2 separate regions of the Mus musculus genome follow, and region 1 is linked to region 2. Evidence: chromatin contacts called from public promoter capture Hi-C data. All regions are on one chromosome and are shown on one strand. The core of a region is the stretch at or near the end of the contact, and the rest is flanking DNA. Distances in the headings are between cores, read along the strand shown.

The links. Promoter capture Hi-C pulls out the DNA fragments that hold promoters and counts their contacts.
Region 1: a promoter capture Hi-C map of liver shows a contact between it and region 2, with 2.9 times the contacts expected there. The contact joins the promoter of Cdc26 here to the promoter of Ecpas in region 2. A contact is called at or near these places in 2 of 39 promoter capture datasets (cranial neural crest and liver).

Annotation. Positions count from the first base shown.
Region 1 is chr4:62,406,555-62,410,295 of GRCm38.p6, forward strand. Cdc26 (cell division cycle 26) reads right to left here and starts at 2,071. Exons shown (of 4, transcript NM_139291.4): 1 at 1,998-2,071. It overlaps Prpf4 (pre-mRNA processing factor 4), which reads left to right and starts at 2,229. Exons shown (of 14, transcript NM_027297.3): 1 at 2,229-2,347; 2 at 3,021-3,198. The coding sequence starts at 2,321.
Region 2 is chr4:58,910,780-58,914,557 of GRCm38.p6, forward strand. It overlaps Ecpas (Ecm29 proteasome adaptor and scaffold), which reads right to left and starts at 1,970. Exons shown (of 49, transcript NM_172381.3): 1 at 1,697-1,970. The coding sequence starts at 1,718.

The DNA of each region.
Region 1 (3,741 bases), core at 821-3,320, 3.5 Mb after region 2:
AAAAAATTATTTAATTATGTATTGGGTGTTGGTGAAAGCACACAATTCACAAGCATCGGTCAGAGGACAACATCTGGGGTCAGTTCTCTCCTTCTACCATGTGGGGCATCACACTTAGCACAGGTTCCTTTACCCACTAAACCGTCCCACATTCGCATTCTTTGTATTATTTTAATACAGACACCTTGGGAAACTTGAAAAATTATTCCAGTTTTATAAAGTTGAAGCAAACAGTTTAGTTAATATCAGAAGCCGGGCAGTAGTGACACACACCTTTAATCCCAGCACTCTGAAGTCAGAGGCAGGAGGATGTCTGTAAGTTTGAGGTCAGCCTGGTCTACAGAACATGTTCCAGGACAGCCAGGGCTACACAGAGAAACCCTTCTTGAAAAACAAAAAATGTGGGCTGGAGAGATGGCTCAGCAGTTATGAGCACTGATTGCTCTTCCAGATATCCTGAGTTCAAATCCAGCAACCACATAGTGGCTCACAACCATCCGTAATGAGATCTGACACCCTCTTCTGGTGTGTCTGAAGACAGCTACAGTGTACTTACATATAATAAATAAATAAATCTTTGGGCTGGAGCAAGCAGGGAGAGCGGGGCCTGAGCAAAAAAAAGAAAAACAAAAAACAAAACAAAACAAAAAAAAAGCTAAATCAGCATTCTATAAAAGTTACACATAGGGGCTGGAGAGATGGCTCAGTGGTTAAGAGCATTGACTGCTCTTCCAGAGGTCCTGAGTTCAATTCCCAGCAACCACATGGTGGCTCACAACCATCCGTAACAAGATCTGGCGCCCTCTTCTGGAGTGTCTGAAGACAGCTAGTGTACTTACATATAATAAATAATTTAAAAAAAAAAAAAAAAACAAAGTTACACTTAGACCACTAAAATAAAAAGCTAAATGATAGTGATCTACATGAAAGTTTTGCTATAGTGTGCATTCATAGAAATTATTATTGCGTGCATCCAGAACGAAACAAAACACTACAATGTATAGGAAACATTTACACTTCTCTCAGGAGGCTTAGCACAGCAAGGGGTGATCTAATCAAAACACTGGCCCGTGACATTTCAAAACTGCTTTATTCTATCAGATACTACTTTCTACCAGATCCTTACGTAGAGAAATGGAAGTCAGCTCCAAGGGGGAAAGGAAGAAACACTTAGAAAAACAACAACAACAACAATAATTCCCTACTTGCGAGGGAACTTTCTGAAAGCCTCACCACTAGAGAGCAATAATGAGTACGAGTTAAAAGCGCGGCTCGGCGGCTCGCGACCTGCCACGTTACTAATTCTACTACTACGGCTCCAGAACGACCTTTTCTCACCAGAATGTTTTTTGGTTTTTTTCGGGCTTGTACTCTTGTCCGTGACTGAGATGACTAAAACAGAATAAGCTCGTTGCGCGTAACTCGGCATTAGTAAGTCCTCGAAAAGGAAGTGCTCTTCTAATTGGAGTTGTTCGGGGCAGGGCCTTGAGTGTGGAAGTGAGTCTGTTCAGCTCGGCAAACGCGCATATTTTTGTAACCCCCACAACTTTCATGTAAGGATTTTTTTTTTAAAAAAAACCTTATCTCTGATGGCCTAACATTCATTGGAGCTACTACTGCTGATATGCTCTTTATCTGGAGCCTTCATGGACCCTTTATTTCAAAGAACACAGACAAAGAATAGGCTGTAGACAAGTAAACCCACAACAAACTAGGCCGCAGCTCCTCCACCACATCTCTATTTTAGCCTTAGAAGGTCTTAGAGTTTAATATCTTCTTGAAGCCCAAACTGATTACGTAGCCACCGAGTTACGAGGGGCCCCCGAAGGACTTCCGTCGTGGACAACAGTCCTCTTTCCCAGCTCCAAGGCTGCAGAAGTCTAGGGAGAGATTTCCATGGCAACACAGGCCTCAGCTTCGAAATGGCGGAAGGCCTCCCGAAGGATAACAGAGACCCTCGTTTTGTTCCAGATTATGGTTGCGATCCGCAAACCTACCTCTTTTCAGGCCTCTGCAGTTCCCCAGAACCTCAACTCCCACCATGACTCCATTGCTGCGCAGCCCAAACTACACCTCCCAGGCTGCTCTGCGCCTCTCTTCCCATGCTCCTCTTCTCCCGCGAGGTTGTGTAGCTCTGTAAGGCCACGCCCCTCGACTCCAGCCGACCTTTGGCAACTACCATTCCCAAGATACTTCGCACGTAGTACGTTTCTGATACGTTTCCGGCCAGTGACGCACTTCCACTTTGCTAGGCGCGCGGTTCCCGGTCTGAAAAGTAGAACGCGGATTTGGCTAGGGCCTCGCGTCTCCGCCGCCCGGCATGGCCTCCTCACGAGCCTCCTCCACGGTACGGAGCTCTGGATCTAAGCTCAGGCCTGCCCTAGAGAGGCCGGGGGTTCCCGTGGGAAAGGGCCGTTACCTTACGGGTCTGGGCCGAGGAGGAGGAAAGCTGAGGGACCCTAGTGTGGACCTTAGTAGCCTTTTCCTGATGTCTTCGTGTGCTGCAGCTCTCTTTGCACTGCTCTTACTTAAGTCCTGAGCAGAGACCACTCTTTCTGGCTGCTCCAAAACACGGTGCTTTGGAATCGGGTTGTGTCCTGACTTAAGCTGTCCGACTCGTACTTACTATGATGAGGCTTCCCAACTTGTAATCGGCTCTGAAAGTATTTGAAATGTGTATTCCAGTCACATCGTGACTTGGTGCACCTAGAGCCACCCTGATTGTTTAGGTTGTTTTTAGTGTCTGCCCAGCAGTGAGAAGTTATTTTCGTAAAACCGGAGATTGCTTTTCCAGTCGATTAAAGTAACGGGCCCCAAAACAACCAAGACACTTCAGGCAGAAATTGATTGGTCGTATTTGTGTGCCAAACTTAACAAGAGCCTTAACTCGCACAAAGTCAGTTTCGACTTTCTCCTCTAGTTTTGAGAGGAAAGAAGATGAAAGTGCAGCGTTAGCTTCATTCTTTTGGGAAGCATGGTTTGCTGGAACTAAACCTTAGTCCGGGTCTTTGATTTAACAGACAACCAAAACCAAAGCGCCTGACGATTTAGTTGCTCCCGTTGTGAAGAAACCACACATCTACTATGGAAGCTTGGAAGAGAAAGAGCGGGAACGCCTGGCCAAAGGAGAGTCTGGGATTTTGGGAAAAGAAGGACTCAAAGCCGGCATTGAAGCAGGAAATATTAATATAACATCCGGTAAGATGCAAATTGCAGGTCATTACCCCCACACACACACCCTTTTTTAAACAGTGCTGGGAATCCAACCCGGGTTTTTTTTTTTTTTTTTTTGCATGCTAGGCAACTGTTCTGCCACTGAGCCATACATTTCCATCTCCCCCCACCCCCCACAGTCTCTTACCTTTGACCTCAAACTCCTCCTGCCTCCTTCCTGGTCGCCACCATGTACTTTTGATGATTCAATATTCTGATGAACACCTTCCCAAACCACATAGTATTAGGTTTATAGGCCAAAACCTTCTATTGGTCTGGGGAGCTAGTTCAGGTGCCAAAAGCTTTTCTCTGTGACCATTAGGACCTGAGACTGAGCCCCAGAACCCATGTTTTTTTACTGGCTTGTTTTTCCTTTTTCTAAAAAAAAAAAAAAAAAAAGTCAATGTGGTGGTACCTACTTAGAATGAAATGTTGGGAAGACATACTTGCAAACGCGTGCAACCTTACCCTTCTGTTTTCACCTTTGAGCCTGTGACTTTACCTGCTTGACATCATCCAGTGAGTGGA
Region 2 (3,778 bases), core at 720-3,219:
AGTGAGATCACGTTCATAAAAGTAGCTTTCAAATGCCAAGCACCAAAGAAACATAAATTAAGTTTAACTACTTTCACATGGCGATTGAGACGCTTTAATAACATAAGCTTCACAAACATACGCTTACAACACCTCACCCATGCTGGCATTTAAAATACACATCATCCTCAAATAACACCTTTCTTTGTTAGTCTTTACTGAAGGGCAACATAGGGGAGTAGGTTTCTCGTAAATACCCTAAAGCATTTGAACCAACCACCCAAAACGCAATCGATTATCCTACATATCTCACGAAAACTGAATATTTATGACCCCAGAATAGGCTGACAACATCCTAGAACTACACTTCCCACAAAGCATAGAGTGGAACACGGGCAGCAGGCTGGGCGGCCTGGCATTAAGGGCGACCACTGCTCCCAGCGAGCTTGGATCGTCATCCCCTGGAAAATCGCAACGCTTGGCATGGAGTGGGACTCTCTCCTTTCTGACAGCTCCGTCACCCTCGTTTTGTTTTTTGTTTTGTTTTGTTTTTCTGCCATTAACAGCGGCCCTATTGGCCTTTACAGCTTCAACCTGAAAGTCATCTCCCATCTGTGACCTTTCTGCCGATTCCTTGGAGGTGCGGGAAAGGCAACCCTCTCCCCTTCCCCAAAGCTCCACGTCCAGAATTCGCCCGTCAGTCAGAATCAAGGGACATGCGGGGGGTCTGACGGAACGGACGGGTGGACACAGTCCGACCTGGGGGCGACAGGCCGCGCGCCAGCTCCGGTAGCAAGCCAGGGGCCCGGGATCCCCCCAAAGCCCGGGCCGAAGCAGATTTCGAGCAGGGGTAGCTAAGCCCGGGGCTCTGGTTTCAATTTCACGACGTGACATTGCAAACCTGCGGCCTACGAGCGCCCGCGGCGGCGGCCCGCGCCTGTTCGCCCGCCCTCCCGCCAGGCCTGAGCCCCGGAGCCCCGTGCCGAGACCACCGCACACCCACTTGCCCGGCCCCGCGCCCCCCCAGCCTCCCGTGTCTGGCCGGGCCCAGCCCCGGTCCTGCGTGGAGTTAAATCCCGCTCCCAGCTGCAGGCTCCGCGCCGCACTTACTCAGCTCGTCCTGGGAGGCGGAGGCGGCGGCCGCAGCCATGTTGCGCCCGGGAGCGAGCGAGGGAGGGGCGGGCGGGCGGCCGGCGAGGGGGGCTCGCGGCCGTCGCCGTGCCGTGCCGTGCGGTGCCGCGCCGCGCCGCGCCGTGCCGCAGGGGCCCGGAGCCGCCTCGGGTCTCTCACGCGGGCCGCGCTGCGCCCTCGAGGCCCGCCCGCTGCCTGCGTCCTCTGCGCTGCGAGCGTCGCTCTCGCCGCGCCTCGCGAGCTCGCGACTCGGGAGCTCCCTCTCAGCCTCGCGCCTCGGAGGAGCCGCTGCCGCCCGTGCGGCCGAGTGACCGCGCGGCGGCTCTTCGGCTCGGCGCCCGGCTTGCTAGCCTCACGCCGGCTCTTATATTTAGAAAGAGCTGAGCCATCCTCCCCCCTCCCCCTCCGCCTCCGCCGGCCCCTCGCGCGCCCGCTCGCCCGCCCTCGCTGCCTCGCTCGCGCCGCGTCCTGCCCACCTGCCGCCGCCAAGCTTCCCCGGCGCGGAGCGGGAGACGCAGACGCGGCGGGCCAACCCCTGGACCTGAGCCTCATTCCCTCAGCCGCACGCAAGCACGCGGCCTCTGACCTGAGTCGGAGCCGGTCTCCATAGCCCGGGATGCTGCGGCGACCCAGCGAGGTGGAGGACGGGCCGGGCCCGAGGAGACGCGCGGCCGCTCCGGAGGAGCCTGCGTGCGGCCGAGCGGAGCCGGGCTGTCCTGGCTGCCGCGGAGAGCTTCCCCGCCCCGGGCTGTGGCGTTAAAGGTCTGCGGCTGTCACGTCCGCCTGGTCGGAGCTGGAGGAACACGCGCCCGGACGGAGGAAGAGACGCGGACTCGGAAAAGTAGAGCGGGGCTCGAATCGGAGGAGGAGGAGGAGGAAGAGGAGGAAGCCCCGCCCTGCGCCTCGCGCCCAACTTCTCGGCCGCCGCGCTGACTCAGGCCGGGCCTCCGAGCAGCCCCGAAGTTAAAGCCCAGAGGGACCTGCACCGAGGGCTCACCCTGGGGGATGCTCCCCTAACGTTAGCCTCCCGAGCGAGCTGCGAGCCAGGGAAGGGCCGGAAACCACGATATTTGAGCTACCAAGACGTGCTTTAGAGTCCTTCTTCTTAACCCGAGTTTAGTGGCAATCCCAACTTTTAACTTTAAGCCTCTCGTTGGTCCATGAGGTCGTGTACAGCTGCAAAATGGAATTCAAATCAAGGGCTTATATGGTTACTATAAGAACAACCAAAAAAAAAAAAAAAAGAAAGAAATTAGGTGCCAGATCAAAGACATTTTTAGAGGAAAAGAAAATAATCGAGACCCTAAATGAACTGAAGTTGCATATATTCCCGCAAAATGGAATCCCTAGGGCCCTAGATAATGCCTTGAAATTTGAATACATGCGGCTCCCAATGTAACTTAGGCAAGTACGAGATAGCAACAAACACTGACCATGTTACTTCCTGTATTAATTTTACATTTACAAAGAAAGTTACATTATCTTTGTCATTATCATAAAAATAAGAGTCCTTCCTCCTAGTTCAGCTACCTCACCCATCTCACACCCAAGAGAAAAATTATTAAATGTAGAATTTGTTGATGCTTCAAGACCTAGTTCTGCACACATGTATAGCCCCAGGTTCAGTTTGGTTCATAGTGATAAAACTTGGATATGGTCTCTCTCTCTCTTTCTCTCTTTCTCTCTCTCTCTCTCTCTCTCTCTCTCACACACACACACACACACACACACACACACTCCTTCCCTGCTGCTTGTTTTGCCTAATGCTGGACTTTGGGACAATAATTAGATCCTGAGAGTCTGGCCTAATCAGAGGTTAATACTGATTGCACAGCTCCATTGCCCATGGAAAAGCAGGAGGTGGGGCTAACTGAAGGAAGTATATCACTGGAGGTGTGTTCTTAGGGACTGTGTTGCAATGGCCTCTTCCTGTCATTGCTGTCTGCTTCGTGTTTGCCGTGAGAGGGGCTGCTTTATTTCATCACACACACCCTGCCACGTGTCCAGCCCCACCTCAAGTCCACAGCAATGGAACCAAGTGACCATGTACCACACCTCTGAAACTGTGAGCCAAATACAGTTTTGTTTTTTTACTCATTTTAAATGGTCATAAACTTGTCACAGTGACAGAAAAGCAAACACAGGTGGAGTCCAGGTTCTGGGTAAATGTTTTCAACCCCCACAAACACTTTCACTATTAATTGGAAGAACTACATTACCATTTGTTAATGACTTAATAGTATATGTACCTTCTCCCCAGCCCCATTCCCATATCCCCAATCTCACCCTACTCTCCAGATTGACTAACTCCAGACTAACTCCACCCTCTCCCTCCTGGGGACTTGAAACTGACTAGATTTGTATAGTGCTCTGAGCCTCAGTGCTTTTTTAGTGGACATTCTTGCTCTTTGGTTTGGCATTTCTTCCAAAATAAATGCAATGACCATTTATAAACAATACTAAAGTACAGAAATGTCTCTCCACCCCTCCCAGTACCATTGTCCACTACTCCTCAGAAAGGATTCAAAACTTGTCAGCCGTTTGATGCATACGAACTCTCCTAGTTCTGTACTCTATAGTAAAACACTCTAAATGTCATGAAAGGCTGGCTAAGGGTCTTTTTTTTATCTATTTAGGTGTTCAGAGATGGCAAGGATAGAGGCTGGAG